Regions from separate parts of the Mus musculus genome. Here region 2 is linked to region 1. The links are chromatin contacts, called in public promoter capture Hi-C maps. All regions are on one chromosome and are shown on one strand. Each heading gives the region's core, a stretch centred on a gene start, on an enhancer-like site or on the middle of the called end of the contact. The rest is flanking DNA. Distances are from core to core; before and after follow the strand shown. Region 1 holds the start of Abcf1 (ATP-binding cassette, sub-family F (GCN20), member 1). Region 2 holds the start of Rgl2 (ral guanine nucleotide dissociation stimulator-like 2).

Region 1 (3,637 bases), core at 624-3,123:
CATGGTACAGTTATATACATGCAGGCAATACATTCATACACATAAAAAAAATAATTTTTGCATGTTTTCCACCTTACAGTCCAACACTACTCTCTCTCTCTCTCTCTTTTTTTTTTTATTTTCAGGGTTGGAGAGATGGCTCAGTAGTTAAGAGCACTGGCTGGGGGCTGGTGAGATGGCTCAGTGGGTAAGAGCACCCGACTGCTCTTCTGAAGGTCAAGTTCAAATCCCAGCAACCACATGGTGGCTCACAACCATCCCTAACAAGATCTGACTCCCTCTTCTGGTGTGTCTGAAGACAACTACAGTGTACTTACATATAATAATAAATAAATCTTTAAAAAAGAAGAAGAAAAAAAAAAAAGAGCACTGGCTGCTCTTCCAGAGGACCTGGGTTCTAAGCCTAGCTAACAAGCCTCCCTGAAACTCCAGGTCCAGGATACCCAACGCCCTCTTCTGACTTTCAAAGGCACTGAATGTGTGCAGTACAAAGGCAAAGCACCCATACACATAAAATACTAATTTTTTGTTTGTTTGTTTTCTTTCCAGCTAGGAATGTTGGTGCACATCTGTAACACCAACATTCAATTGGCAGACTCACATGGATCTTTATGAGTTCCAGGCCAGCCTGATCTACATAGTGAGTCCCAGACTAGTCAGGCTGCATAGTGAAATCCCACCTCAAAGAACAAAACACCTTTTAATTAAAGGTATTTCTCAAGCACTACTACCTACTAATGGTCCACTACCCACTCTCTTATTTTGTTTTGTTTTCTTTTTCGAGATAGGGTGTCTCTGTGTAGCCCTGGCTGTCCTGGAACTCAGAAATCTGCCTGCCTCTGCCTTCCAAGTGCTTGGATTAAAGGCGTGCGTGCACCACCACTGCCCAGCTCACTACCCACTCCTTAAACTGCACTTTGATTAATAGAGTGACATCCTTCTGTACCCTTTTATCTGCCCAGTCTTTAGTTCTGCACCAGGCACTTGATTGACAGCAACTCTTCAGTCTTCACTTCCTTACTATTTCTTTGACACTTCTTACAAAAGTCACTGCCAGAGCCTAGTGTTCCTAAATCTATCCTGGCACACACCTTTAATCCCAGCACCTGGGAAGCAGAAGCAAGCAGATTTCTGTGCCTTGGAGGGTAGCATGGTCTACTGAGTGAGTTCTGGGACAGCTAGGGCTATGTAGAGTGATCTTGTTTTCTTCGAGGCAGGGCTTCTCTGTGTAGGCCTCGCTGTCAGGGAACTCGCCTTGTAGACCAGGCTGGCCTCGAACTCACTTAGATCCGCCTTCCTCGGCTTCCTGATGCTGGGATCAAAGGCGTGTTCCCCCAAGGCTTGGCTGAGAGAACGTCTTAAAAAAAAGAGACCTTTATACCACGCACAAAGCACATCGCATGAGTATTAAAGTAAACCTTGATCCTAGCCCTTGACATAAAGACAGCACCTAGTGCAGTCCAGCGGGACCGAGCCTTTGGAGTCCACGAAGGAGCTGTTGTTCTCTGGGAGGGAGGCAAGTGCAGTTGGGAGCGCACCACACGATTCAAGGCACGCTCCCTCACCGCGGTAGGAAAGAAGTCAACAATTCTAGTTCCTGTCCTGCCGTCCCTCCCTCGGTGACATATGGTCTTCCCGTCTCCCGTCCGCCTCTCTGGGCTCTAGGACGGCCCGGGGCACGCGGCCTCTGCCCCGGCGCACATGCGCAGGACCCACGCTCCATGGAGGCCGCCGCCGTCCCCGCCACTCCTGCCTCCTTCCCCACTCACCCGCGGGGCTCGTGCCCTCGCCGTCCCCGATCCACTCGGGCTCGGGCGGCTGTTGCTTGGGACCCTTCGGCATCGCGGCGGCAGTTAAGAGTCCTCCAGCGGCGCCCGGCGCCGTTTCCGCTTCCGGCGATGTGGGCCGGCCAGTGGGCGGGCTCTCCATGTAGGCTCCGCCCCGACCCGCGGAGGGTCTGCTGCGCAGACACGTGGGGCAAAGGGGCGTGGCGGCATTGCGGCTTTGGGGGTGTGGCCAGAGACGTCACCTACTTGACTGGAGTGGGCAGCGCGTCATGACCGTCCCAACGCCTAAGCAGCTGATGCTGCGACGCGGTGACACTCAAAGAAGGACATGGTAATTTCCAGGTAGGCAGAAGTAGACATCTGATTGTGTCATCCTAGCTGGTGTCTGGAACTCGCTGTGTAGCTGAGGTTGACCTCCAACCCAGAGAGGCGTTTGCCTTTGGCTCCGGAGTGCTGAGTTTTGTTTTGTTTTGCAGACAAGGTTCTCTGTGTAACACTGGCTGGCCTCTAACTCAGAAATCCGCCTGCCCCTGCCTCCTAAGTGCTGGGATTAATAAGGTGTGCGCCACCACTGCCTGGTAGGAGTGCTGAGGTTTGTCGACACACCCTGTTCTGAATCCTTTTTGTTGTTTAACCAGGGACTCACTGTGTAGTCTTAGGCTGCTCTGAAACTCACAATGTAGTCTTGGTTGGCCTGGAACTCCTAGAATTCCGCCTGCTTTTCTGCCTCTGGGAGAGCCAGGATTACAAGTCTGTACTATTATGCCTGACTGGCCACTTTATTTAAAACAGTACACCTCTTCAGTCATTCTTCACTACTTCTAATCCTATTTTTTTCTAATCCTACGTACTGTAAACTGTATTTAAAGACACCACAGCCAGTCGGCTTAGGAAAGTGTAACCTTACTCGCCCTTGGTTGACATGTCAATAAATATCCAGGTGTACAGATATAACCAAGGAACTCCACCCCAATAACTATTATGCAATGGAACCTGGAGTTTTGTGTGTGTGTGATAATTTTGTCCTAATTGACCTACTGTAATTGCACATAAAATGGCAAGCAATGAGCAGTTGTAAGTTTTGACAAACAAGCCCCCCCCCCCTTTTTTTTGAGACAGGGTTTCTCTGGGTAGCCCTGGCTGTCTTGGAAATCATTGTGTAGACCAGGCTGGCCATGAATTCAGAGATCTACCTGCCTCTGCCTCCCAGGAAGCATATACCTTTCAAACCACAATCAAGAGATGGCTGGCTTTAACGCTAATGACTGACAGGCATGGGGGTTTGGATGAGGGTTTCCACACCTGGGGCAGCTCCTGTCTTCAGTCATGCTCTTCTTTTCCTTATGTAGTCCAGTCTTGCCTCAAGTCCTCTAAGTAGCCAATGATACTCAATTTCCCATTTTCTTGTCTCCCTCCTGAGCTCTGAGATTACACACCTGTGTTAATGTGCCTGGTTTATTTATATGGTCCAAGAATGGAACCTAAGGCAGTGTCACACATACTAGGCAAATGTCCTACCCACTGAACTACATTCCCAGCTCTCATGATGCTTCTGTCCCAATTCATTTTCCAGGATAACCAGATCAGAAGCCATGTCCTAACACATCTGACATAGGTGGTCACTTTCCCTCCATTTCTCCACAGACTTTTTCTCCAGTGGACTGCTCTTCCTCCATCTTATGCTGGTGCCTCTGCCCCTGGGGTTCTAACTTCGATATACATGGGAGCTTAATCTTTGAAAGTCTTTTTTAAAAAAATTACTTCTAAAGGTTTGCTGGCTTATGTGCACTGGGTAAGTGCCTGGTGCCCCAGGAGGGCAAAAGAGGTCCCCAAAAACCCAAGCACTGGAG
Region 2 (3,929 bases), core at 263-2,762, 2.0 Mb before region 1:
GGCTGGCCTCGAAGTCCCAGAGATCCACCTGTCCCTCTGCCTCGGAGTGACAAACGGCACTGGACACCATGCCTAGAGGTCTTTTTTTTTTTTGGTTTTTGGAGACAGGATTTCTCTGTATAGTCCCGGCTGTCCTGGAACTCACTCTGTAGACCAGGCTGGCCTCGAACTCAGAAATCCGCCTGCCTCTGCCTCCCAGGTGCTGGGATTAAAGGCGTGCGCCACCACCGCTGGACTCGAACTAAACTTTTAAGATGAGAAAAAAGCGAGACTTAGCGCCACACTCATTTGATGCCCACAGTCGGGAGGCAGAGGCAGTGGATCTCTGACATTTCCATGCCAGCCTGATCTACAAATAGGGAGTTTCAGGTCAGTCGGGGTTACTTGGCGGGGCTTTGTTGAGAGAACTAAATATAAGAACACACATGCGTAGAGTCCCAGGGTTGAGAAGAACCAGTGTATGCGCCAGAGAGGCGGGTTCATAACCTGTGGCTCACAACCCCCTTTAAGTCCATCGGAAATACCAGACATTAGGATTCACAACAGTAGTAAAGGCAGTTACGAAGTAGCAAAGAAAATAATTTTACAACTTGAACTGCGTTAATGTTAAGAAGGTTGAGAACCACTGGCCAGGGGATTAGGACGAAAGGTCTTCATAGCATCTTAAGATTCTAGAGACCTCAGGGACAGCCCACAGCAGTAGTCTAGAGACGGAAAGGTCCATGTGTCTCCCTCGCGGACTAAAGCCTACCTCTCCAGCTCTCCATTCCTACCACAGCTTTTCTTTTGCCTGGTCCACCTTTACCATCTCCGGGCCTGGTGGGTCTCGGCCCTTTACGAATGTCCCCGTGTGGTTCGTCCTCTCCTGTTCGCCGGTCCTCGTGAGCTAATAAAGTCTTTCCGAGTTTCCATGCGGGCCTCTCATTCTCCCGTTTCCAAGCACAGCCAACCTCGGTCACCTCCCGGTCCTCGTCTCGCACCCGGGAGACGACATAGCCACCGTGGGAACCGCGCGCGCTCGGGCGCACGGTGAGAGCCGGACGCCCGGAGCGACGGACCCGAGTGGAACCGGAAGCGCCGCACTAGCCGGCTTCCGCCCCCTCCCCGCGAGTGGGCGGGCATAAGGGCGGCACAGAAAACCCGGCGCGGATTCGCTCCGTTGCACTCGTGCCGGGGCGGCAGTGTCATTCTCGAGCTGCAGTAACGGGGTCGCGCCACTGCTAGGGCACTTTCCTCGGCAGTTGCAGCGCCGCTCTGGTTAGAAAAAGTGACTTAAAATTCCGTGTTTGCCTTCCTGTGGAGGCTTGAGACAGGACCCTGGTCTCCAGCGTGTCTGCTGCGAGACGCGGGCTTCAGAGCCACCGAGTGGGGCTGCAAGGGACAGCGGAGTAGTGCACCTGCAGCCTGCGTCCCAGCCCCTGGCGTCCAGCACTCCCCTAGTCGCTCTCCCTGGCTCCTGTCCTCACTTCCTTCCCTTTTTGGCTCCTGCTGTCGGGCGGACGCGGGGAGGGGGGAAGCGGAAAGGGCGGGAGGGCCCGGGAGCCCGGCGGGGTGCAGGAGGGGGGCATCGCGGAAAAGCCGGGGAGGGGACTCGGTAGAGGGCCAGAGACCGACAAGAACAGAGGCCCGGGACCCGCGCGCAGCCCTCGCCCTTCCCGAGCAGGTCAGAGCCGGAGCACCGGGTGACCCTGCCCATTCCGCACTAGTTAGCCCCCAAGTCCCAAGCAAGCACCGAGGGCTTGGGTTTCCCCACTCCCGTATCTCCCTCCCCCAGCCTTCCTCAGGGACTCCCACCTAGGTCCCTTCTTGTCCGTCTCCCCCACGCCCGTCTGACTCCACCCAATCCCACCCGTCTCTCCCCAGGCGCCCCCATGGCCCGACCCCGCTGATTGCTTCTCTCGGCCATGCTCCCGCGGCCCCTGCGGCTGCTTTTGGACACGACCCCCCCCGGGGGAGTCGTGCTGAGCAGCTTCCGGAGCCGGGACCCCGAAGAGGGTGGGGACCCAGGTGGCCGGGCCGTGGGCGGGGGGCAGGAGGAAGAGGATGAGGAAGAAGAAGAGGTGAGACGCGGGTGGCGGGAGGCAGGGCATTAAATATTTCTGAGACTCTCCTCCTTTCGGTGTCTCTGGGTCCCTCGGTCTCTTCCTCCCCGCCTCACTCGCATCCCGCCCGCCACACTCTCTCTGGATATCTGTCCCCTGGCTGCGGGTCCTGGTGTCTATGAAGTTCGCCCTGTCTGTCTGCTCGGAACCTGCCCGTAGGAACCTGCCGGAACCAGAATGGCTGGCTGGCAGACGGGCTGACTGTGCCTGCGGGGCTCAGGCCCTCTTTGCCCATACCTGCTTAGACGGGTGCCACTGGGCAGTTGTATCTTGGTCCCTGTCTCCCTCCTCGTTTTTTGTTTGGCTGGGAGGGGTTTGTTTCCACAGTAACCAGCTCCTCAGACTCTAGGATTGGGGAGGGAACCCTCAGATTTCGCCGCCTCTTCCCCCACCCCCTGGTGCTCAATAGAGGGCAGCAAGCCAAGAGGTTCCGGCACCTGGAGAGATGATCCCGGGATAGGTAGAGCGTGGTCATCTTCGTCCAAAGAGACTGATAGGATGTAGTCCGCAGCAAGATTTAGGGATTCAGGAGGGTCCAGAAGTTAGATTCGGAGCCCGAGGATCCAGACTCCTGGGCCCCGACATTGGTAAAGTTAGGGTGACTAGCAAGGCTGGTTTTTCGGGATCGGTCGGGGGAGGGGCTAGGGCCACATGACTCTGAGTCTACCGCCCCCCCCCCCCATCATCCTTACTTCCCCTTCTTGTAACTGGGATTGGAGCCGCCACCTTCAGGGGGTCCCCAGTGCTGAGATTAAGTGGAAGCTGTATTGGGGACCTGGGGAAAAGGAGTCTCTGCGGAAGGACTAAATTTGGGCTCCTCTGGTTCTGTCAGGGAGGGCGGGCCTTGTGAAGTTTCAGCTTCTCTCTGCTTCAGGTCTCTCTTCCTTTGGCTTTGTGCCTCTTCGGGCGCGCTCTGCTCCTGACTTTGCGCCCTGCTTTTCTGCGTTGGGCTCAGCTGTGGGACAAGGGGGGTTGGAGGTGGCCAGAAGAGGGGTTCCTGCATTCAGTTGAAACCCTCACTGCAACCTCTTCCATCCCACCGAGCTCTGAGGTGGCCGGGGGGGCTGTCTGAGCCCCAGGGTGGGGTAGACCTGGGGTCACCAGTACCCTCTACCCCTCGCACTCGCTGGTATTGTCCCCCGCCATCACAGGTGAGGGGTGCAGAGGGAGGAACAGGGCCTGGGGACAATGGCTGGGGACTGGAGGTGCTGTGGAACTCACTTCCTCTTCTTGCTCCTCCAGGCTTCTGTGTCAGTCTGGGACGAGGAGGAGGATGGTGCGACCTTTACTGTCACAAGCCGCCAGTACAGGCCTCTTGACCCCTTGGTGAGATCACGACTTTGAGGTCTTGCCTCTCGGTTTTTAATTTAATATTTATTTATTTATTTTCCGGAACATTAGGTTGAAGAAGTTCTGGTAGTGTGAAGGTAGTTCTGTGTTGTGTGATTTAAGCCATTTCTGAACCGGGGCAGAAATAAGCTAGATCTGGATTATCCCAGATGTCTAGCAGTCAGATTGAGGAGGCCCGTCGGTGAGACACCCTCCATGTTCTCCAGGCTCCCTTGCCTCCACCTCGCTCCTCCCGACGGCTCCGCGCTGGCACTCTGGAGGCCCTGGTCAGACACCTCTTGGATGCCAGGACAGCAGGGGCTGACATGATGTTCACTCCGGCCTTGCTGGCCACCCACCGGGCCTTCACCTCCACTCCTGCCCTGTTTGGGCTTGTGGCTGACAGGTCAGGGGCCAAGGGTTAGGAGGCTCCTGGATTCCCTTTGAGCACCCCCAGCACCAGCGGGGGCTGGAAAAGCCACAAGGTAGACCCTCTCC

What was found. Promoter capture Hi-C pulls out the DNA fragments that hold promoters and counts their contacts.
Region 2: a promoter capture Hi-C map of hippocampal neurons shows a contact between it and region 1, with 3 times the contacts expected there. The contact joins the promoter of Rgl2 here to the promoter of Abcf1 in region 1. A contact is called at or near these places in 2 of 39 promoter capture datasets (hippocampal neurons and liver) and 1 of 115 datasets of contacts at active chromatin or transcription factors (embryonic forebrain).

What each region holds. Positions count from the first base shown.
Region 1 is chr17:35,967,877-35,971,513 of GRCm38.p6, forward strand. It overlaps Abcf1 (ATP-binding cassette, sub-family F (GCN20), member 1), which reads right to left and starts at 1,874. Exons shown (of 23, transcript NM_013854.1): 1 at 1,770-1,874. The coding sequence starts at 1,842. It overlaps Gm32655 (a long non-coding RNA gene), which reads left to right and starts at 1,909. Exons shown (of 2, transcript XR_385568.4): 1 at 1,909-2,129.
Region 2 is chr17:33,928,382-33,932,310 of GRCm38.p6, forward strand. It overlaps Rgl2 (ral guanine nucleotide dissociation stimulator-like 2), which reads left to right and starts at 1,513. Exons shown (of 18, transcript NM_009059.2): 1 at 1,513-1,663; 2 at 1,864-2,060; 3 at 3,345-3,428; 4 at 3,659-3,837. The coding sequence starts at 1,905. It overlaps Tapbp (TAP binding protein), which reads left to right. Exons shown (of 8, transcript NM_009318.2): 8 at 1-909.